Regions from separate parts of the Pan troglodytes genome. Here regions 2, 3 and 4 are each linked to region 1. Evidence: chromatin contacts called from public Hi-C and HiChIP or PLAC-seq data. All regions are on one chromosome and are shown on one strand. The core of a region is the stretch at or near the end of the contact, and the rest is flanking DNA. Distances in the headings are between cores, read along the strand shown.

Evidence for each region. Hi-C and Micro-C count contacts between places; a contact is called where the count stands out from the background. HiChIP or PLAC-seq counts read pairs in DNA pulled down with a chosen protein or histone mark.
Region 2: a contact with region 1 is called in a Hi-C map of induced pluripotent stem cells, with 1.7 times the contacts expected there. The contact joins the promoter of LRRC32 here to the promoter of WNT11 in region 1. A contact is called at or near these places in 2 of 7 Hi-C or Micro-C datasets (induced pluripotent stem cells and stem cell-derived neural progenitor cells), 1 of 1 datasets of contacts at active chromatin or transcription factors (stem cell-derived excitatory neurons) and 1 of 1 other capture datasets (stem cell-derived neural stem cells).
Region 3: a contact with region 1 is called in an H3K4me3 HiChIP or PLAC-seq map of stem cell-derived excitatory neurons, with 3 times the contacts expected there. The contact joins the promoter of UVRAG here to the promoter of WNT11 in region 1. A contact is called at or near these places in 1 of 1 datasets of contacts at active chromatin or transcription factors (stem cell-derived excitatory neurons) and 1 of 1 other capture datasets (stem cell-derived neural stem cells).
Region 4: a Hi-C map of stem cell-derived neural progenitor cells shows a contact between it and region 1, with 2.8 times the contacts expected there. The contact joins the enhancer-like site here to the promoter of WNT11 in region 1. A contact is called at or near these places in 2 of 7 Hi-C or Micro-C datasets (blood and stem cell-derived neural progenitor cells), 1 of 1 datasets of contacts at active chromatin or transcription factors (stem cell-derived excitatory neurons) and 1 of 1 other capture datasets (stem cell-derived neural stem cells).

What each region holds. Positions count from the first base shown.
Region 1 is chr9:78,221,435-78,227,154 of NHGRI_mPanTro3-v2.0_pri, forward strand. It overlaps WNT11 (Wnt family member 11), which reads right to left and starts at 3,158. Exons shown (of 6, transcript XM_063784350.1): 1 at 2,762-3,158.
Region 2 is chr9:78,681,753-78,687,472 of NHGRI_mPanTro3-v2.0_pri, forward strand. LRRC32 (leucine rich repeat containing 32) reads right to left here and starts at 3,524. Exons shown (of 3, transcript XM_016921656.4): 1 at 3,201-3,524.
Region 3 is chr9:77,828,675-77,834,394 of NHGRI_mPanTro3-v2.0_pri, forward strand. UVRAG (UV radiation resistance associated) reads left to right here and starts at 2,446. Exons shown (of 15, transcript XM_508649.8): 1 at 2,446-3,133. The coding sequence starts at 3,017. It overlaps LOC107967162 (a long non-coding RNA gene), which reads right to left and starts at 2,419. Exons shown (of 6, transcript XR_010147618.1): 1 at 2,079-2,419; 2 at 1,220-1,338.
Region 4 is chr9:78,523,483-78,529,202 of NHGRI_mPanTro3-v2.0_pri, forward strand. It overlaps EMSY (EMSY transcriptional repressor, BRCA2 interacting), which reads left to right. Exons shown (of 21, transcript XM_016921647.4): 11 at 5,665-5,720. Among named protein-coding and RNA genes, the nearest start is that of EMSY, 66 kb to the left of the region's middle. Within about 2 kb of position 3,124, at least 3 of the 24 cell types and tissues checked have an H3K27ac peak or open chromatin away from gene starts, as enhancers often do. A contact at or near this core is called in stem cell-derived neural progenitor cells and stem cell-derived neural stem cells, where this site is marked.

The sequences.
Region 1 (5,720 bases), core at 1,908-4,407:
CGAAGCGGGGAAGCTCGCGGGGCTGGCGCGGTGTTGCCTCTGGCCTCCAGGCGGCGCCCTCGGGCCGCGGAGGAGAGGCTGCCCCGCCCGCCCGCAGCCCGCGGAGCCGCTTTCTCCGCTTTTTCTCTCCTTCACTTCATTCTCACCTCATTAACTCCCTTCCCAGCTTCTCCCAAATTTACCAACACCTGGCGTTCGCCCGGAGTCAGACACAGCCCCAGCCCCTCTCCCCTCGGGAGGAGCAGAGACAAAGGGATTCCTTTCTAAGGGTTTGGGGAGTTGGAAAAGGAGGCGCCCACGGTAGTGGGGGCGCTGGAGCAGAAAAGGGACGTTCTTATCTGGCTCTGTGAGCTTGGGCAAGCCCTCAGCCACCCCAGCCTCGGTGTCCCCTCCCATAAGAACGAGGAATGGGGCTTCGCCGTGCGTCCCCCGAGGACCCCGTCTCCCTGCAGCCTGCGGGGCTCAGCGCCCCTCTGCTATTTGCACCGCGACGCCACCTGCGTGGCGCGTTCCTGCGCGTGGGTAGTCAGCACGCAGAGATGGGAAGCCCCACTGTTTTCTGGAGCCTGTCGGCAAAACCCACAGGAAGGCGAGGAGAAGCCTGGATCGTACAGTTTTTTTCCTCCGCAGAGCCCCGCAGCTAGCGCCCAGCACAGGGGCGCCTGCGACAAACATGCCGTCAAGGCTGGGGGTCTCAGAGGGGTTCTCGGTGTAACCCAGTCCCGTCCTCCCACCCAGCCTGTATCCAAATCCTTTGTCTTCCTGGTCCTGCAAGTTTCTTGCACTTCTCAGAACGAGAAAAATATCCGCTGGATATGGAGGGGGGAATCAAAACTCCTGTCACCGTCTTCCCCTCTCCCAAAGTGCGCCGCCCCCCGAAGGCACCCGGCATTCCTGGGTGGGGAGGGGGCGGGGGCTGCAAGAGGACGGAGGCGCGCGGACTCACAGCGGGGGATCTGTGTCCAGCCTGGTCTCCCAGGGAGAGGAGGAGCCCCCTAGGTCGCACAGCGGACGGGGACCCAGGCCTCCAGCCCCGCCCAGCTCTTTCGGTGCAGCCCCGGCTGTCCCAAGGCTCTCCCTCCGCCGCCCAAGCTCGTCGCGCGGGGAGGCAGCGCCTGGCCCGAGCCTCTGGGTCCTGACGGACTGTTCCTGTCCCTTGTACGAGCGCCCGGGACAGCCGCGCAGGCCACGGGGTCACCCTCCGCCTGAGCTCGCGGGTCAGGGTGCACGCGCCTCCTGAAGCCCCCAGCCCGCCAGGGGGCGCTAAGCCGGGGCTCGAGGAGGGGGGAATCGCGGCTGCCTCCTGCGTCGCGGGCTGGGGTCAAGTCCTCTTCCTGGGCCCCCGCTTCTCCGTCTGGGGATGGGACAACGTGTCGAGGGAGTGCCCCCTGTGTCCTGGTCGTTCTATAGGACACTTGCCGTGGGCCGCCCTGACCTGCCCGGCCCCTTGCTTGGGGCCGGGCGCGTAGTGGGCCGCGCCAGGCGTAGCACCTTTGGAGAGCGAGAGGTCACCTCCTCGAAGTTGGTCCGAGCTACCCTGCCTGCAGCGGGCCCGGGAGGCGGCCGCCTGGGGCTGTGCACAGGGAGAACACCACGAGCGCAGCGCCGCAGCCCAGCGCCGCCAACAGGTGGTCATAGGCCCGGGCTGTGGAGGACTCTGGAAAGCCGGCCGCTGGGACCAGGCCACGCCGGCGAGGACTTGCGGGGCCCCCCCTACCCCGACGCCCCACGGGCACCGTGCACCGGGGCCGATTGTCCGCGCGGCGCGCAAGGTCGGCACGGGCGGGTCCCGAAGCCTCCCGCCACGCAGCTCACGGAGCTGACCCCGCCAACCAGGGACGCCGAGCGACGGCTTCAAGGTTACCTGCGGGGCGGGGCGAGGCCGGGCCTGCCACCCAGCTTTGACCCCAGCCGTGAGGCTTTCGAGAGACGTCTGCTTGGCTGCGCACGCGGCGCTGGGTCACCCGGGAGACGGGTTGTTTTGGAAGTGGGAAGGGTGGGTGGGAGCACTCGAGATCCCTCCTGCTAACCCCCTGGAGCCGGACCCTGCACGCCCAGGGCCTTGAGGGACACCGAGGCACTTCAGCCCCGGGGGTGGGAGGCGTGGAGCTCGTGCGCGAGCTCAGCCAGATGTTCCGGGCGGTTGCAGATGTGCCTCGGGGCCGGGGACAGGACTTTCCTCCTCCCTAGTCCCCAGCCTGGAGCTCAGGTCAGTAAACAAACTCGGTTCTCCCCCTCCCCCCGCCGCCCCTGGGACCCGTTCTCAAAGCCAGGCTTCTGCCCCCATCCCCAATTTACTAGGCGCTGCCGCATTTCTTTGCCTTTTGCCACCCTTTCCCCCCGCCCACCACACACACCCTCTGTCGCGGGATCCAAGTCCCCCACCCCCGGGGGTGGCTCGGGCATGACCTCATCCGCCGAACGACTGGGAAGGAGGGGGTCACCTGGGGTGCGGGGGCAGAAGAGGGGGGCCGGGCCGGGAAAGTTCGAGGAGGGCCGCAGGAACTGCACAACCCACCACCGTCCCGCGTCCCCCTAAACCCCGCGTCCCCAGGCTCCCGAGGCTTCACTCCGCAAAGGGGAACTCTTCGGAGTGCTGCGGGGGAAAGGTATGGAGGAGCGCTTGGTTTGCTTACCCGGGAGTGGGTGCCCAAGGGGGTCGTGGCGGGTGCGAGAAGCGTCGTCCCCCTCGGACTCGGGCGCCCCCAGCCCTGGCGGGTCCCCGCTGAGCGGCTGCCCGCTGCCCGCGACCACTGCTCACCTCCCGGGGCGCTCGCCAGGCGCGCCCTGCGTGCCCGGGTGCCCCGGCCTGCCCAGGGAGCGGCGAGTGCGGTTTCCAGCGGGCCCGTGCGCACTCCGGCTGGGCGAGCGGCGAAGGCGCCCTCTTCGTGAAGCGGCGCGAGAAGGACGCCGGGGATCCTGGCAAGCTGCGGCCGGCTCAGGACCCGCGCGGAGTCAGGCGCGGACTCCGGCTGCTCTCTGCTGCGCTCAGCTCCCGTGGCCTGTGCTCGCCGCTCGCCCGAGCTCTCCTCCTCGCCTGGCGCGATCTCCGGCGCGAGCCTCCCAAACTGCTTTATAAGGCGGGCGGCGGCTTTGATCCGCCCACGTCAGCGCGTCGCAACCCCACCGGGTGGCCCCGGCCGCGCGCGGGGGGCGGGGGCGGGGTCCCCGCGGACGCCACTGACCTGCGGCGCCCGCCGCTCCAGAGAACTTAGTACTCTGTCGAGTTACAAAGGGGGACTCGCTTACTACAGCTGGTGTTTACTAAGCGTGCGTGCTGCGTGCCTGCGACACGCGTGGGGCCCGGGTAAGGCCCATCTCGAATCGTCGCAGCAACCAGGCAAGGAGCCTCAACTGGCAGGGGGAAGTCAGACTTGGGTCTCAGTCTGGAGCCGGGGCATCCTTAGGTGTTGGTCGCGCAGCGTGGTTACTGTAGACGTCTGAGGTCCCGAAACCTGCCTTCGTGTCCTAGTCCTGGTCCTTCGGGGGGCCATCTCTTCTGGCCTCTGGTTCCAGTTGTGGAAAAGGAATCAACGATCCTGCAAGAGAAAGAGACACGAGGACTCCGCGCTACAAAGCCCGCTGTAAACCTTAGGTGTGGAGCTGGGCGGCGTCCCAGCCATTGGGGTGACTGCTGGGGAGTGTTCTGGACACAGGGGAGGGGGAGCAGAGGAGGACTGGGTTTCCTAAGTTAAAGGAGCCTAGAGAGGCACCTCCTGCGTCGAGTAGCCCAGGCGTGTGGTGCTTCTGGGACCCCCTCACTTGGCCTCCCCTGAGCAGACCAGCTGCTTACCCCACAACATGACTGCGATTTCTAACTGCCCATCGGGTGCTGTGGGTTCATCCATGTCTCCCCCTCCTTCTAGGGGCCTCAATCCCAGGACGTCCTCAAGGATAACTGGTTCATTAGCAGAAAGGGAAATGGAGACTTAGTGAGGACACGGAGCCTGTCTCAGGTCCCCCAAAATGCCTGACATGCTTTTCCCCATTCTTTGCAGCTGCAGATGAAGTGGCACTCCTAGGCTGCCCCACACCCAGCTACAGGTACCTCCACATACAACACAAACATCTGGGCCCACAGTGCCCACAGCAGCCTCCCAGCCATACCAGTACTCCCACACAGCCAGTCCTCACACACAGGCTGGGGCATATCACCCCGCATATGGTTACAAACACACTCGGGAGATACCAGGACATATCATCTGCCCTCACGCACAGTAGCACAGAGGTGTGAAATGGCCGTACACACATCATGAAGGGGAGGCTGCACACAGACCACCTGCGCGCACACAGTTCACGTGCAAACATGCATGAGCTTCCATGCACACACAGCTCCCAAGTGTACAATGCCAAACATGTACTTCTGCACACAATCACAGGGATACCCTTTGGAACATATGCTGGGACACCCCCATCTCTCATGCCAGAACACTGGGGCAATCTGATCAAAAAAGCAGTGGAAAGACAGTGGGGCTTGGGGCATTGAGGAAGGGAAGGCGGGGGCTATTCCACCTAAGAGGCAGAGAGCAAAGGCCTCCGGGGGCCCAAGAATGTCTTTAGCTCCCCTGCCCCAGGCCCCCTGGCCACTTCAGTCAGAGCCATTCCAGGTGGTCTCTGTCTGATTGGGATGCACACCCCTCTGCCCATTTAAGAGGCTCAGTCAGTTGCCTCCAAACATTTGCAGCAGTCCTCCTGCCAGAAATCCCCTCTGGCTCCCAGCTAGAGTAGAAATGGAAGAATTTGGAGTCATGTAAACTTGGATTCCAATACAGATTTTGCCCAATTTTATTTTTAGCTGTGTAATCTTGAGCAAGTTGCTTAAATTCCCCAAGACTTAGTTTTCTCACCCACAAAATGGGAATAATACAATCCCATGGAATCCTCTACTTCTCCAAGATCAGGATTAGTATTCCCATTTCACAGATGTGGAAGCTGAGGCTCAAAAGGGAGCTGATATATGAACCCAGATCTCTGGCTCAGACTCCACTATGGCTGGTGGCTCCCAGTGAACACATGGGGGAAGGATAGTGACTTTCCATCGTCTTGTGGGGAGTTGAAGGAAACCAGCAGAACATCCCATACTCCTGAAGCTCAGCCCTGCCCCCTCCTGCCACCTGCCAGCTACTCAGCTGTGTCCTGTGGATCAGGACCCAGGCATCAGCTAGGGCTGGAAACCTGCCTGGGGAGGGGAGTAGGGGGAAGGGCTATGAGAAAGTGTTGCCAAAAGCTTGCATTGAAAATCAAGGGAGACTTGGGGTGAGGGTCTGCCCCTCCCTGCACCCAAGTCTCTCCATTTGCATAATAGGCAGTAATTGAGAAGAATTTTGTTTTCATCTTTAGAACCAACTGACCTACCCCCTTGCCGTCCCTTCTACTTCCCTCTGTCCAGTCCTCCTCAAGGGCCACTGTGTATCTGGCTTGTGCTGGCCACCTGGGCTGCAGGCTCCTCTTCAGAGGGGATGAGGCCCCATGCCCCTGGCTGCTGCTGCTGTGGACGTGGATGTGAATATATTTTTCTTCTCAATCAGCCCAGGCGATTCTGGTGATCTGATCACCCAGACATGCTGGGGGCTTCCTGTCAGCTGGCTTCTCAGCCCCTGCCTGACTGCCATTGGCCAGGGGCACACCCCTTTCCCCCCACCCCCGTCCTGTACCCACCCTGCCCAGGGAGGCACCCAGGCTGAAAGGACATGGAGGTAAGGGCAGACAAAGTTCCGTTC
Region 2 (5,720 bases), core at 2,274-4,773, 460 kb after region 1:
GAAGGATGCTGCAGGAGAAAAGGCATTTACAGGGCTTTTGAGGGCAGTGTCTTTGACTGTTGGAACCCGCTAGTGAAGAGCTATGGACGAAGATGGCTGCTCTGAATCCCATCCCTCTTGAAGGCGCACAGACCACAGCCGGACCTGGTAAACCCTATTCCCTGGCTCCCCTCAGGGCCACAGGCGCTGCCCCTGCAGCTGCTCTGCTCTCACCTGCATTACAGGTTGCGCTTTCACAGGAAACTTTGTTCTGCTGTTTAAAAAGCAGAACGCCGCCGCCCGTTAGAAAGTTAGCATATTCAGAACTGAGTGAAAACCCCTCCGCAGGGCCTTCCAGGCCACTGGGGAGCATGCCCTGCCTGGCCAGCTCTGCTCTCCAGCCTGCTTCCCCGGTGTCCCCTCTCACATTCTGGGTTCTGGACACCTCATATTTCCTTCAGTTCCCTGAGCAGATTTTCACTGCCCCAAACCTTCACTTCCTCCCCTCTCCTCTTCTGCTAAAGACCTCCTCATCCTTGGGGTCCCAGCTTAGATGGGCCAAGAGGCCTTCTTTGGTTCCCCAAGTCTGGACTATGTCCTCCAGTCCTCCCAGAGCCCCTGAGCTTCCAGTGAGCACAGCACCAAGCCCTCCGTGGCTACTGTGCCCCACCCCTTCCCATGGGAAGTGCCCCTAGAGAGGGGCTCACCATCCTTTAAGATGCATCTCACAGCACACAACAGGTCAGCAGCGGACAGAAAACCGACACTAGGAGTCTCGGTGACATGGGGTCGTTACTGAGAGCAGTTCTCCTTGGCTCTCCCTTCACCTCTCTGCCACGTTCCCTTCACCCATCCGTGCCGTCAGTGGGCTCTGACTGCTCTCCCTGAAAGAGACCCCGGATCTTCCTACTTCCCTCTTATCACTGCCACAGACCGAGACGCCACCCCAATCCTGGCCTTGACCACAGCACCCTGACCTCTTATAATCTGTCCTGTACCTAGCAGCCAGAGTGATAATATAAAATCATCTGTCAGATCCTAAACCTCTTCTGTTTGAAAATCTCCAAGAAAATCCAGGCTATCCACAGTCTCCTCTCTGACTCTTGCCCATTTTCCCTTCCCTCACCACATTCCAGCTTTCCTGCTGTTCCTTCAACACAGCAAATTCATTCCTGCCACAGGGCCTTTGCTCCTGCAGTTTCCTCTCCCTGAATGCTCTTCCTCAGCTCCTCACACATGTCATTGTTTTCCCACATTTATCATTTCCTCATCATTTATTTCTTATCATGCGGGAACAGGGGCCTACTAAGTAGGTATTCACTAAAGACTAGTGAACAAGTGGCAAAATCAGGGCAGAAGCTCAGCTGCAGTGGACTGAGTGGTGAGTGCCAGGTGAGGACAAGGAAGGGTCCTAGGCCCTTATTTCCCCTTCCTCTGCCAAACCCCACTCTATCCCCGAGGTGGCCCTGTGCACATCCAGAAGGGATCGTCCCTGCAGCACATGGGCACTCTGTCCTGGCATCTGACGGGAAGGGCCCCTCAGCTGTGGGCCCTCCTCAGTGGTGCCCAAGTACCGGGTGTAGCATTTAAAGACTACTCTCTCTCAAAAAGGAGGACGGTGTCACTTAGACCCAGGCTTGCATCCAAAGCCCACCACTCACCAGCTCTGCTCCCTAAGGTAAGTCCCTTCCTTTCTTGGTGCCCCAGTGTCCTGTCTGCAGGGTAGGCAGCTGGGTTCCAGTTCTGCCACTGGCCAACCCCAACTATTGTGATGATCAGGCAAAGAATGGTGGCGAAGGTGCCCTGCATCCTCACTGTCCTTCCCAGCTGACACAGTGACCCTCGCAGGGCTGAGCATCCCAGGTGAGGTGTGCTCAGTGGGGAGGCCCCAAGCCTGCAGACAAGTGGCCTGGGCAAGAGGAGGCAGGAGAGTCGGACTCTCAGGAGTCCAACTCAGAAAAGTGCCAAAGAATGTATGTGTGTGTGTGTGTGTGTGTGAGAGAGAGAGAGAGTGAGAGAGAGAGAGCAGGGGTACGGGGGGCAATGACTACTACCACAATAAGCCCACCCCTACATTTAAGGATGTTAGTCTTCTAAGCACTTGACCTATATCATCTCATTTAATTCTCACAATCACCTATTGAGGAAATTACTGTAATTCCCATTTTACGGATGAGAAAACAGTTTCCGGAAAGTGAAGTGACTTACCCCCAGAGTTACCCAGCTCATAAGGGCTTTGGAGCTGTGATTTATCCAGTTCTACATGACCTGAATACTGTGTTTTCTCCAGCACATGCTGAGCCGACTCCCCCCTATAGAACTGTCTTTTTTTGCCCATGAAGAAAAGGAGGCTCAGAGAGGTGACTTACCCAAAGTCACACAAGGAGAAAATAGCAGGGTCAGGATCACAATCCAGTTCATCTGTCTCCAAAGCAAATGTTCCCACTATACCAAATCAAGGTCTCCTTCCCTAAGCCCTGCCAACGACCCCTCACACGCAGGAGCAGGGCAGACTAGCTCACAGTCTGGGCTCTGAGGTCCTCTCTCCCTCCTCTCAGCCTCAGCTGACTTACTGGCAGAGTGGGGTCCTGGGAGAGCTGCTGCGGACGTTCCTGTCAAGCAGTGAATCACTAAGGGCAAGCCTCGTTCTGGAGACATGTGCATCCCACGGGGGAATTAGACCTTAACCCAAAGGAATGTGGCTGTGATGGCGGAATTTCAGGCAGCTCGGCGTGGGGGTGGGGGTCCCTCACATCTTACCACCCATGAAGAAGGCTGGCTTCAGAGCCCCTTGGAGAGCGGTGGGTGCCCCCTACCCCACTACGAGAAATGGGCAGGCCATCTAGTGCTGTGGGATGGGCAGCCCCACGCCTGGCTGGGATCGGAGCGTTGCAGGAAACCTGAATTCAAATTCCGGTTTGCCCTTGCCTAGCTGTGTGTTCCTGGGCAAGTCACGGTCTTCAGGCCATTGTTTTCCCAGCTGTCAAATGGGAAGGCCGGCCTCACCCCTTTGCGGGAAAGATCCGCCAAGACAGGAGCGCTGGGGAACTCCCAGGGACCGAGGGAGGGTCAGCCCCGGCTCCACGCGCGCAGTGGGGATGGCGGGAAGGGAGTGTTTGGGGGGCGTCCCTTGGGACCAGCCCCCGCCTTGCGCTCGCTAGAGGCGCGCGACAGTGCGCCCCCCGAGGGCCGGCCAGCCTCGCCTGCCCGGCGGCTCCTACCTGGCTCAGCGCGGCCGCAGCTCCTCTCCCGGGCAGTCTCGGCACATTTTGCGCAAACCCGCCCCCGGGTCCCACCCCGCGCCAGACCCCGGGGTCACGGCCCGAGGAGGAGCAGGCCGCTCAGCTGCCCCACCGGAGCCCCCGCGCTCCGGCTGCAATTTAAATACCTCTCCCGCCGGCCCGCCCCGCCACGCCCCCCTCTGGCGAGGCCGCGGGGTCCTAGCGCCTGGCCCCGTGCCTCGGTTTATCCGGAGCCGGCGGGGGCGGAGTGGGGTGGGGCGGCGAAGCATCTTCACCACCCTGGGACCTCGGCCGGGAAGGGGCGGGGGCCCAGTGTGGGGGGATGAGAGGGCGGGAGGGAGAGGGGTTGCAGAGGAAGCGCCGTGGGAGCGAGGCCCATCCCAGTGGCCGCCGCACGTGCAGTTCGCGGCCCCGCGGGGTCCGGAGGGGGGCGCGGTGGCTCTAGGAGCCGCAGGTCCACAGAGGAAATCCGGCCTGGCCCCGATTTCCCAGCTGCTGGCGCCGCCGCACTTAACGCGGGGGCAAACAGGCGAGGTGACGGCGGGGCTGAATGCGGAAGGAAATGACCCTTCGCTGGCCCTGGGGCGGCCGCGGAGGGGGTTCCCCGCACCAAGCCGTCCACTCTGGTGGGTCCTGGCAGGTCACTTTTCCTCTCCGGATTGTGCTCTAGTGTCTAGACCCGTACTCCTCCATCATCTGCGGGACCCTTCAACAGCCTGTGAAACGGCACCATCAAAGTCCTGTTTTCGGATGGAGAAGCTGAGGCTAGGGGTGGGGGCAGTATGTACACATGAAAACCAATTGTCTGAGACTAGTAAGGTCCCTATTTATAGTTGGGGAACCTGAGGCTCAGAAAAGGTTAAATGGCGTGTCCAAAGTCAACACAGCTAATAAGAATCAGTGATTTGAGCCCAATCTGTTCATAAAGCTAAGTCTGATTCAGTTTGGGCATTATCTTGCCCGAATTTTTAAAGTACTGTGCAAATATGGGGTGGCGGTATTGTCATTTAGATTGGAGGTTGAAGCAGATCTTCCCCAAAGCCACCTCTCTTCTAGATGCCTTGACCCTACCAAATCACAGGTACCCTGCCTTGCTGCCTGTGGACTCTAGTATGCGGGTCCCTAGAAGAGAGGGGCCCTGGCTGTCCTCCAGGTCCTGGTTCCAAGTGTAGAAGGTGCCTCTTCCACAGTGTTTCTCTTCCCTGATCGTCACCAGCCCTGAGAGTGGGGCAGGGTGCCCCATTTTACATGCATGAAAGTGACCACCCAGGGCCTTGTGGCAAATCAGGGTAAGGCTGGGCTCAGAAGCGGGATTCCCTGAAGTCTCTACAGTTACTGCCTTTTCTTACCCCTGTTCAGTCCACTGTGGAGATGGATCTGGGGAGATGGGGTCAACCCAGAGAGGACAAGCCATGATAGCAGGTGCCATAGGGGCCTGACCTAGTCTTAGAAGAGGAAATCAGGGAAGGCTTCCCTAAGGAGGAGGCCTGAGCTGCAGTGAGGGGATGGGCAGGAGGTGCAGGTAAGGAATCTCTCAGCAGGGCCTGTGAAGGGTATCCAAACCTCTTTCCCTTCCCTCCCAGCGACCCAAGGCCTCAGATCTATGTCCACAGGGTCCTAGCTGGTCCATCCAGCCCCCTCTCTGGTCTCTAGTGCTCCATTTGGTCAAACGGAACCTCAGCGCCCCTATCTGTAAAGTGGGAAAGATAGTAGCTACTACTTGGAGTTGGTGCTAGAACTAAGTGCAATGGATCCAGCTGGAGCCTGCACCCAGTGGTTGTTAGGCAACTTCTCACTGCCTTTATTGTGGCAGTTGGTGGATACTCCTATATCCTGTGGGCTTCCTTTTCCAGGTCCCTGTCCAAGGGGCCAAATGTCCAGGAAAGTGCTTTGAAGCTGCCCTGCAGTATGAGCAGAGTGACTGGATCATTCGGGCAGTTCCTGGCCTTGTGTATCGGACCAGCTCCCAGCCATCCAGACCCAGGCTCACTGAGCACTGCCTCACTCTTCCCGGAGCTGCTACCAAGCAGAAATCACTGGGCCATGGCAGAGCTTCTGCTAGGGCCCAGGAGGGCGGGGCTGGGGCTATGGTGGGCTGGGGGTGAGTGCCCCACCTCCCACTCCCCCGCCCCCAGAGGCTGTGGTTGTGGTTAGTCAGCTCGTGGGGTTCCACCTTACTCAGCGCCCGGATGGGGCTCCCCAACATTTGAGGCAGATGGGCAACCAAGCGTGCCCACCTGCTGCAGATGCCTCTGGGGACCAGGGGCTAAAAGCCGGGAAGCCCACAGGCTCAGCGCCCCTTCCTTCATCTCTTCACTTCTTTGGCAGTCATGTTGTTGTGTGACTTTTGGCAGGTTGCTCAGCCTTCCTGACCTTGGTTTGCTGACCTGCAAAGTGAAACTAATTACAGTACCGGGTGTATGAGGATGGCCTGTAATGACACGTGTGAAGTTCCTGGTCGCGGGGGCCTTTGCTCAGTAAACATGACCTCTCTCCTCT
Region 3 (5,720 bases), core at 1,196-3,695, 390 kb before region 1:
AGCCTGAGTCACAGAGAGAGACTCTGTCTCAAAAACAAGAAAGAAAAGTTTTTAGAATGAAATAGGACATATGAAAATAATGACAGCTAGTATTTATTAAAAATGTACTATCTCCCAGACAGTGTGTTAAATGCTTTACATCATCTTGAATACTTTGCAAGCAGCAGGCTTTTGAGTTCTTCCCAATGCCCCTAGGGATGAGAGTTCTAGTTCTCCTAATGTTTTCGGCATTTCGGAAAAGTGGGAGAAGGGTTGTTTACTTGAGCCTGCATTTCCAGAACCCAGTAGCTAGCCTGTGCAAAGGTGAACCTCAGTAAAGGCTTGTGGAAAGAATAGATCCTGCTCTCTGCTGGAATGTCCTTTCCTCCCTCTCTCCTGACTTGGTGAACTCTTATTGGCCCTTCAATACCCTGTTTCAATGTCACCTCCACTGTGAAATCTGACTCTCAACTATTTTCTCTGGCTCCCACTGCCTTTGGGCTTCCCTCAGACCCAGCAGTGAGTAACTGGATGATCACTCTTTGTTTGTTTTTGATATGGGGTCTCAGTCTGTTGCCCAAGCTGGAGTACAGTGGCATGATCTTGACTCACTGCAGCCTCAACCTCCCCAGGCTCAGGTAATCCTCCCACCTCAGCCTCCTCAGTAGCTGGGACTATAGGTGAAAACGACATGCTGGGCTAATTTTTGTATTTTTGTAGAGACAAGGTTTTGCCATGTTGCCCAGGCTGGTCCCAAATTCTTGGGCTCAAGCAAGAATTGTGATAATGTGTTATGGCAGCCTCAGAAAACTAATACAGCTTAGAAACAGAAATGTGTTTTCTGTGAAATTCCCCCAGATCGTGGCACCACATGAGTTCAATCAGATAATATTTGGGATTTCCCAGTGACTCCTTTCTCAACAAACACCTGATCAAGCGACTCCTTTCTCAACAAACACCTGACCACACGCCCCAGGCTCCAGCCATGAGGAACCACTCAATTTGTCAGAACAGGAGACAGTGTGACATCTTTGTGATCCAGCTCTGAGAAAAGATCCAAGGTGTTTTTCAGGCTTCTGAACACCCTGGAAAGATAGTATGCTTACATTTTGTTTAAAAAATTTAAAATGCAACTACTATATGCCAGGTCCTGTGTGGGCACTTTACATATGTTGATTTACTTTAATCCCTACAGCAATCCTATTACTATTTTAAAGCTGAGAGAGGGGAAGTGACTTGCCTTGGGATAGCTCAAAGGTGGCAGAGCCAAGATTCCAAAGTGCCTGATTCCTATTGTGTCTGACTCTAAAACACTATGTTCTTTCTGCTATGTTCATCCAGGTGGTGGAAAAATTCAGTCTAGGAGTAAAAAAAGGAAGATCAATATCCTGCAGAATGACTCATGCTATTCATTATAGAAGCAATTGCTGGAGATGCTATCATTGTGGATCACGGAAATCTTCATGGAAGAGGTGGCATTTGAGCTGGGCCTTCACCGCAAAAAAAAAAAAAAAAAAAAATTTCCTGATTCTCTGTCAGGCACTGGGGATCCAGAGATGAATCAGACAAGGTCCTTTTGCTTGAAGAATTCACAGTATTTTGTGTGTGTGTGGGAAGGAGGGTGGCTGCTTACATGTGTTAAAAGACAATGTGGCCAGGCCTGGTGGCTCATGCCTGTAATCCCAACACTTTGGGAGCCCGAGACTGGAGGATCACTTGAGCCTGGGAGTTTGAGACTAGTCTGGGAAATATGGCCAGAACCCCATCTTTACAAAAAAATTTTAAAATTAGCTGGGCCTGGTGGCATGTGCCTGTATTCCCAGCTACTTAGGAGGGTGAGGTGGGAGGATCACTTGAGCCCAGGAGGTCGAGGCTGCAATGAGCCGTGATTTTGCCACTGCACTCCAGCCCGGGCGAAAGAATGAGGCACTGTTAAAAAAAATTAATAGAATAATCCAGACCCACGGTAGGGTCAAAATTCCTAACTCAAGGTCCCAGAGAGGCTCAGAGAAGCCTTTCGGAAGAAGGGACTCCTGCCCCAGCTAAGACTGATGGATAAGTAGCAAAGGCTTTCTGGGGACACAGCACAAACAGCCCACCTGAAGCGGTGAATCGGCGTCCTGGGTGCCTGGCACACCTTGTAGCTCAGCTTACTAGCTAGTGGAGTGCGAGAAGGGGCGTGTACTTGTCGGTTGGAGCTGGTCATGAAAGAGCTCGTGGGACTGCCCGACGGTTCTCAGGTCCCAGTGCATCCTGCGTGGTGGCTCTCTGCTGAACCAAAAAGCATTCCTTTTCAATCCCTGCACGCTCACGCCGGGAAAAGACTGCACAAGGGGCCTGCCAAGGCAGACAAGCGATCGTCACCCAGCTGGCTTCCGAGGGTCCCCGCCCTCCACCGGAGGCCTGTTACCACGGCAACCAGTGAGGGCGGAAGTGGCTCAGAAGACCGATACTCCCTAATCAGGTGACTCTCCCGCCTCCTGCACGTGACACCGGAGCCCAGAAGCGCGCTCTACCTAATCAAGACCCCACCCCTCTTTCCCTTTACTGGCAATTGACAGCGACCTCGTGCAATGGCCCTTCCGCCTCCACCAGGAGACTCTGCCCGTTGGTAGTGAATGAACCAATTAGACTGGGAAAAAAAGAAGCAACGCCCCAGGTTTCACTCCGGCTTGACAGACGCAATTGAGGCCATCCTTGAGTCCCTCCGCCCCCAAGTCCAGTAATGCCAGCGATGGACAGACCTTCTACCCAATAGCACGCCCCTTTTCTGCCGTTGGGTCCCGCCTCCTTGAGGGCTAAGCCAATGAGCGCTCCGGGTCTCGGCGGGGTGGAGGGGTTGCACTGCGGTAATATGGCTCTTCCTTAGCCAGCGGCGGCAACGGCGGCAGCGGCGGCGGCTACTGTCTGGACTGAGCAGTAGTGCCTCTCGGGTGGCGGGTTTCTAGGCTGCAGGGGCTTGGCAGGTGGTGGCAAGGGGGCGGCGGCGGATGCCGGAAGAGCGCCCGCCCCGCCGCTTGGCGGCCCCTGGATCGAGATGAGCGCCTCCGCGTCGGTCGGGGGCCAGGTCCCCCAGCCACCCCCGGGCCCGGCCGCTGCTCTGCCTCCCGGTTCTGCCGCGCGGGCCCTGCATGTGGAGCTGCCGTCTCAGCAGGTAAGCCCGCGCGGCTCGCAGCACTCGGGAGGGACCCGGGCAGGCCCGCGTGGAGAGCTTGCTGGCTCCGGGCTGACCCCGCGAGCCGGGACACCCAGAGCAGGGACCTGGAGGGCTCGCGGGACTGAGGAAGACTGTCAGGAGGTTTGTGCAGGGAGGGGTCCAGTGATGGCCGAACCTCCGGGAGATCCTGGAGTCCTAGGAGAATCCCGTTACAGGAGATGGGCTTGTTAAGAGACAAGCAGCCAGCCAGCTCAAGTCCCTGGGGCCCCGGCCCGAGGCCGCCTCCCCCAACGCAGGGAGCCGGGGATTCCCCCGCGCAGACCCTCTCCCTCGTTCCGCCCAGGAAGGGACCCGGGGAACCCCCTGTGTCCCACGGGCCATAGCGAAAGCACTTTTCCTTTCTTTCCCCACCTGGCCATCCCCGCTTACGGAGAAACCAGTTTGTACTCTTCGTGCAAGAGCCCTGGAGGAGACTTTAGGGTGTCTACCATTTGCTTTAATCTCCCCTGATTATTAAGTATTCGGCCTCTTTAGAGAAATGTATTCAAGACTTGGGGGTTTCCTTCCTAATTCTCCGAGTCCCAAGGAACGCATCTTAATAATTAGGAGGACTTTTTCCTTCTTCATTCCCTTCAGTGAGTCTCTGTGGAAGGAGGATTTGATGTATATATTCATGTGTTCCTCCATCCTTTAGGAAGGGCTTTGAGGACTTCTTGGCTCTGCGTTGTAGGAAGATAAGAAGGGGGAAACACTGACTTTGGAGATCTGACAAAACTCTTTGTTTCACTCACATATCTGTAGAGTACTTCCCTCCTTATATCGGTTGCCTTCCTTCTGTCCCCCAAGAGGAGATTTTGCAGGAATCTTAGCATTAAAGAGACCTAAAGAATACCTTTCACCCTCTCCCTATATTCCTCCTGCCAAGAAGAGGATCTAGAGAAACTGTCATTTATTGAGAACTTACCGTGTTGGATTTGTGCAAAGGGCTCAGTGGCCATTAGTTCCCTGAATTTTCACAACTCTGTGAGATAGCTGTTTTTATTACCCCCATTTGGCAGTTGAGGAAACTGAGGCTTGTCCAGAGCCTTCCAGTTAGTAAGTGGTGGGGCTGGGTTGCAGAATCCAGTGTCTGACTCTGCAGCCATGCACGTGCTTGAGACTTGGGCAGCCTTCCTCCACCACCTTTACACAGGACAGAGTGAGTTCTTTCATACACCCCTCCAACTTTCCATCAGCTACCAGTGGGACTTAGGAAGGATTCAGAAAGAGGAAGGGAGAGGTTGTGGGGGAGAGAGTGGTTGAAAAGTGAAATGGATTTGAGTGCAGTAAAGGAGGCGGGGGCTAAAGGGAAGAGAAGAGTTGGAGATAATAACCACTGTGGTTGCCTTTAAATAGGCAGGCAGAAGAGCTTACAGTAGCAACGGCTTTTTGTGTGACTACTACCGAAGAGGATTGAAAAGATACCATGTGCCCTGGTTTTGTGATGCTGTTGGCAGGGAATTTCTGAATAGTGGGAGTTTGAGGGTAGTGGGGGTTTGGATTGTGTTGTGAGATACAGGGAGAGGGTAGAAGTCTGGCTAGGGAGGGAGACACGTCTCTGGAGTGAGCATTAATGTGAGTTTTTGTATGTGTGGGAGGTAGAGTGTGAGAGTGGTTACTGGGAGAGGGAATAGGGAGCACCGTTAGAAACACCCTGGAGAAGTCCTAAGGAGTTCAGGGGCCAAGAAGGTTTTAGTTTGGGGGAGCTTCGAGAGTGTGTGGGATTAGGAAAGAGAAAGCATCATTTACTTCATGGAGCCTATTCTCTGATAACAGTTCACAGTTTAACACTGGGAAAACTAATGCAAACAAACTGTTGATGGAATAATTTCAGCCTCATTTGTTAGTGTTTGTGAAATTTTTGGATTGGTGCCGAGGGATATATAGTGGCTTAAGTGTACAGCTGAATGCTATATGAGTGCCGAGTATGCTATTTACATCTTTCTGGGGGTGTCATCCTTGAATTCTTGGAAGGCAGCCTATATAACAAAGCACTTTTACTTTTGCAGTTGACATCAATTTATCTTTTGGGGTCAAAATGCTCAGATTTTTAGTGTATAAATAATATCAATAAAATTTTGTTGAAGTTTTATCTGTATATAGTAAAGTGCACAGATTATCAGTATTCAGTGGATGAATTGTCACCAAGGGAACAGTTATGTAGGTACTACCCAGATTAAGAAATACAAAATTTTGGCTGGGCGCAGTGGCTCACACCTGTAATCCTAGCACTTTTGGAGGCTGAGGTGGGGGGATCACTTGAGGCCAGAAGTTCGAGACCAGCCTGGCCAACATGCTGAAACCCTGTCTCTACTAAAAGTACAAAAAAAAGAAAAAAAAAAAAAGCCAGATGTGGTGGCGCACATTTGTAATCCCAGCTACTTGGGAGGCTGAGGCAAGAGAATTGCTTGAACCTGGGAGGCGCAGGTTGCAGTAAGCCGAGATTGCGCCACTGCACTCCAGCCTGGGTGACAGAGTGAGACTCTATCTAAAAACAAACAAACAAACAAAAAACCCCCCAAAAACCCCAAAATTATTAACATCC
Region 4 (5,720 bases), core at 1,874-4,373, 300 kb after region 1:
ATATTTTGACCTCCTCCCATGAATCAAAAATGTTCTGAATGCATCTAGAACAGTGAATCCTTTCCAGAAGATTGACTTTGCCCAAATCCATTAGAGAAATCATTATGGCAGCTGTAGCCTTACAAAATGCATTTTTTTTCTTTTTCTTTTTCTTTTTTCTTTTTTTTTTGAGACATAGTCTGTCAGCCAGGCTGGAATGCAGTGACACAATCATAGTTCACTGCAGCCTCAACCTCCTGGCTCAAGCAGTCCTCCCACCTCAGCCTCCCAAGTAGCTGAGACTACAGGCATGAGCCATAGCATGCCTGGCTAATTTTTAAAAAAAAATTTTTGTAGAGACAGGGTCTCACCATGTTGCCCAGACTGGTCTCAAACTCCTGGGCTCAAACAATCCACCTGCCACAGCCTCCCAAAGTGCTGGGACTGCAGGCATGAGCCACCACACCCAGCCTAAAATTTATTTCTTAATAAGACCTGAAAGTTGAAATTATTCCTTGTTTCATGGCCTGCACAATGGATGTTATGTTAGCAGGCATGAAAACAATATTAATCTTGTATATCTCCATCACAGCTCTTGGGTGACTAGGTGCATTGTCAGTGGGTAGTAATATTTTGAAAGGAATCTTTTTTTTTTTTTTATGAGCAGTAGGTCTCAATAGTGGGCTTAAAACCTTCAGTAAACCATGCTGTGAACAGATGTGGTGTCATCCAGGCTTTGTTGTTTCATTTATAGAGCACAGGCAGAGTAGATTTAGCATCCTTTTTAAGGACCCTAGCATTTTGCGAATGGTAAATGAACATCAGCTTCAACTTAAACTCAGCAACTGCATTAGTCCCTAACAAGAGAGTCAGTCTGTTCTTTGAAGCTTTGAAGCCAGGCATTGACTTCTTTATCTATGAAAGTCCTAGATGGCATCTTCTTCCAATAAAAGTCTATTTTGTCTACATTGAAAATCTGGTGTTTAGTGTAGCCACCTTCATCAATGATCTTAGGTAGATCTACTGGATAACTTGCTGCAGCTTCTCCGTCAGCACTTGCTGTTTTGTTTTGCACTTTGACATTCTGTAGATGGTTTCTTTCCTTAAACCGCATGAACCAACCTCTGCTAGCTTCCAACTTTTCTTCTGCAGATTCCTCACTCTCCTGGCCTTCATAGAAATGAAGTTTATTAACTGGCCTAATTTCAGTATCATTGTGTCTTTGGAAACAAGCAGGCCCAAGGAGAGGGAGAGAGATGGGAGAATGTCCAGTTCGTGAAGCAGTCAGAGCACACACAACATTTATTGATTAAGTACATCATCTTACACGAGCATGGTTTGTGGTGGCCCAAAACAATTATAATAGTAACATCAAAGATCACTGATCACCGATTAAAGTAACAGATATAATAATAAAAAAAAACTTTGAATTATTGTGAGAATCATCAAAATGTGACACAGACATAATGTGAGCGCACACTGTTGGAAAAATGGTGCCTATAGACTTACTCGACGTGGGGTTGCCAGAATCTTCAATTTGTAAAAAACACTTTGGGAGGCCAAGGAGTGCAGATCACCAGAGGTCAGGAGTTTGAGACCAGCCTGGCCAACATGATGAAACCCTGTCTCTACTAAAAATACAAAAATAAACCAGGTGTGTTGGTGGGTGCCTATAATCCCGCTACTCGGGAGGCTGAGGCAGGGAGAATTGCTTGAACCCAGGAAGTGGAGGTTGCAGTGAACCAAGATTGCACCATTGCACTCCAGCCTGGGTAACAGAGCGAGACTCCGTCTCAAAAAAACAAAAAACAAAAACAAACAGACAAACAAAACCACTAGTACTGAGAAGCACAATAAAGCAAAGTGTAATAAAACAAGGTATACCTGTATCACTGTAGAATGAAGAAGCAATTTAATTTTATGTACTGACTATATTAAAAAGATCTCTAAGATACATTGTTAAAGGTAGGGGGGAAAGCAAGGTGCATGTGTTATGTTTTACAAGTGTGTAAAGAGGGGAGGTATAAGAATCCATATTTAAATTTTCTTGTATTTGTGGAGACTCTGACAATATATAAGAAACTAAGCTTTTGTTAATGGCAAGGGAGAACTAGACAGAGGACAAGGAAAGAGGACAAGTTATTCACTCTAACTTTTTATACTGGTCAGTTTTTAATGAATGCTTTCTCTATTCAAAAAAATAAAATATAGACCAGGTGCAGTGGCTCATGCCTATAATCTCAGTGCTTTGGGATTCTGAGATGGGAGAATTGCTTTAGCTCAGGAGTTCAAGGTTACAGGCATCATGCCACCGCACTTCAGCCTGGGTGACAGAACAAGACGCTGTCTCTAATAAAAAAATTAATAAACTGGCTGTGTTTGGTGGCTCATGCCTGTAATCCCAGATCTTTGGGAGGCCAAGGCAGGGGGACTGCTTGAAGCCAGAGTTCAAGATCACCCTGGACTATAAAGCAAGACCCTATCTCTACAAAAGTAGTAAAATTAGCTGAGTGTGGTGGCATATGCTTGTATTCCCAACTACTCTGAAGGTTGGGGCAAGAGGATTGCTTGAGCCTAGGAGTTCAAGGCTGCAGTGAGCCATGATCACACCATTGCACTCTACCTTGGGTGACACAGCAAGACCTTGCCTAAAATTAATTAATATAGTGTAATGTAATAATTGATTCACAAATAAAAATGCCATTGATACAGACCTTAGAAACTGGAACCTTGCAGAAATAGGAAGTATCTAGGGTGGGGTAAGTGACAGACTTCTCTGACAGACCCCTGCTTTAGGCACTGAGTGCTCACAGAGTCGGGGTAAGGGGTTGGGGAGCAGCCTAAGGTCCTCACAGCTTGCCTCGCTTGGTGGTGGAGTCACTGCCTCACAAGCCAGGGCAAGGGCTATCAGTACTTCAGTGTACTCAGTGGTACTGTGCCCAAGGTAGAGCTTTGTCCACAAACTGGGGGCTGGGCAGAATAAGAGAGCTCTCACATCCATACTGCTCTTGCCCAGAACTTAGCCTTAGCAGTAGGTAGCTGAGGGCAGGATGATATAATCTGAAGTCTGGTTTCTCCTGAGAAGAAAACCTTTCAACTGGGAGCTGGCAGAGAAGGAATCCCGAGTTCTTCTTCACTGCAGCCATCTGGAATGGAATGTACCCCTTGCTGAGCTAGTAGTGGGGAAGGAGGAAATGCTCTTGGTTTAAATACCACAGATGTTGCCTTTCTCAATGAATTTTTTGAGATTTTATTGAGTAGATGTTTTTTCATTTACTATTTGCCCTTGGCACGATTTCTGGAGCCTTTCAATGGTGGTTTTATAATTTTTACCAGCTTCACTGGGTTAGGGGGCCAGCAGAGCCCATGCCGCCGTGCCAGATATCAGTATTTGGAATGGCTTTAAGTACATTGGAATTACTTTCTTTTTAAGAGACTGTAGAATTCTCCGATGCAACTATCTGAGCCTGCTATTTTTTGGCAAAGGGGTACAGCTCCTGAAATTTTTATCTGTGGAAATTTGTCTATTTACATTTTTTCTCTTTTCTGGGGTCAATATTGATAAGTAATAATTTCCTAGAAAATTACCTATTTGATCCAGATTTTAAACTTATTTGCATATAATTGAGCAAAGTCATTTTATGATTATCTTAATTTTTTCTCTGTGTGCTTATTTCTTTAGAAGCTCCTTTTTATGTGTGCTTTAAGAATTACTTAATTGTGGTCGGGTCTGGTGGCTCACACCTGTAATCCCTTTGGGAGGCCAAGGCTGGTGGGTCCCTTGAGGTCAGGAGTTCAAAACCAGCCTGGCCAACATGGTGAAACCCTGTCTCTGCTAAAAATACAAAAAAATTAGCCGGGCATGATGACAGGCCCCTGTAATCCCACCTACTCGGGAGGCTGAGGCAGGAGAATCACTTAAACCCAGGAGGTGGAGGTTGCAGTGAGCTGAGATTGCGCCACTGTACTCCAGCCTGGAGACAGAGTGAGACTCCATCTCAAAATAATAATAATAATAAAATAATAATAACTGTAATTCACTAATGAAATAAATACTAGAAATTATTCCCCCCACAAACCTCAGTGCTTAAGATTTATTATAATCAGAATCTTAAAATTTCCATAATAATTACTGAATTTTTACTGTTCATTATGAACTTTACAGTTGTGATTTATTTAATCTTAACAACAGCCTTATGAGGTATATACTAATAGAATCATTATTTTATGGATGAGGAGACTGAGTCACAGAGATTATGTAGCCTGTCTAATTATATACTTAGATGTCATAATTTTAACAACTTTGTTGGCTACAAGAAATTTAAAATTATGTAAGGCTATTAAATAAATAGATCTGTTTGCTTCCTAACGTCTTAACCTAAATCACCATCTCAAAAAGTAATATAATTCTTAGTTGTCTATAACAACATATTTTAACTCATGAATTATTTCAGTGAAGATAGTAGTGGGGAAAGAGTGTTACCAAAAATTTCCTTCCTTAGCTACCAATTTAAATTTATAGTTGGCATAGGAAATTTTATTTTAACCCTTTTCTCATTTACCCCGAGAATACTTGCTGGTGGTGCTTGCAGCTGTAGCATTTACCCCAAGATAACTTTGCCAGGAAATATCTTGCTTTGATTATTATTTTTGCATTGCTCTAGTATATTGACTTTGGAAACAAAAGACATTATTCTATTTATAGCATTCTGTTTTTAGTAGTGGTATTTCCGTTTACAAAATATAGTAATTCTCAATTGCTGAAAATGTCAGATCCTAGAAGCTAGCATTCCTATGTGTGATGTTAACATAGTTCTCAAAAACAGTTTTTATATTTTATTTTCACATTGAAAATCACTCAGATTTGTTTCAGCCTCAAAGAGCATGTTTATATAAAATTAAATGAATGCAGACAGCAAGCTACACTTTTTTTTTTTCTAAATGGGAAAAGGGTTAAAAGAATGTTTACGTTTGGAAAGTCAATGTAACAATTATGGCATTATAAAGAAAAATTTAGAAAATGTAAAAAAAAAAACCCATAAATCACCACCCTAGCACTTTAGTTTTATTTTTGCCTATCACCTTCAAGTTCTTGTCCACACACATTATTTTGTGTAGGTAGAATAATAATGTATCTTTTTTTGTATCCTGTATTTGACAAAGTGAGCTATTAAAAATTATTTTAAAAGAAGGCAGTTAAAAAATTCAAACAAAAAATGTTCTTTGTCTTTATAATTTTCAACAGCTTTTATGTAAGTTTAAGGAGTTGTGTGAATATTTTGGCGAAGTTGGGGATACATAAAAGCACATTACCTTTTGTTTCTGACCTCTTATGCTAGTCCTTTCATCCTAAGTATTTGTATGGAAAGGATTATTTGCCTGTAAAGTCAAGTCCAGTGGATAATTTGGTTTGAAAGCTCTTGTATAACACAATCATAGACAAAAGATTTGTTTTTCTTTATGAACTTTGTTAATGCAATGTTTTAGTTGCATTTCTGAAATGAGAAATAAACTAAGAAGGATAGGAATTTGAGGAATAAAAGTTTAGAGTTTCATCAGTATTAAAAAAAACTTCTCTTTAGACAAGACTGAGTAAATGTGTGTGACTACTGCCCTCTTGGGTTGGTATAAGGGACATGTATTTAAAAATAATTTGTGCTGAGATTTATCTTTCTTCTTTCAAAGGTGTTAAAATCATCACACAACAGGTTCAACCAAGTAAAATCTTACCCAAACCAGTG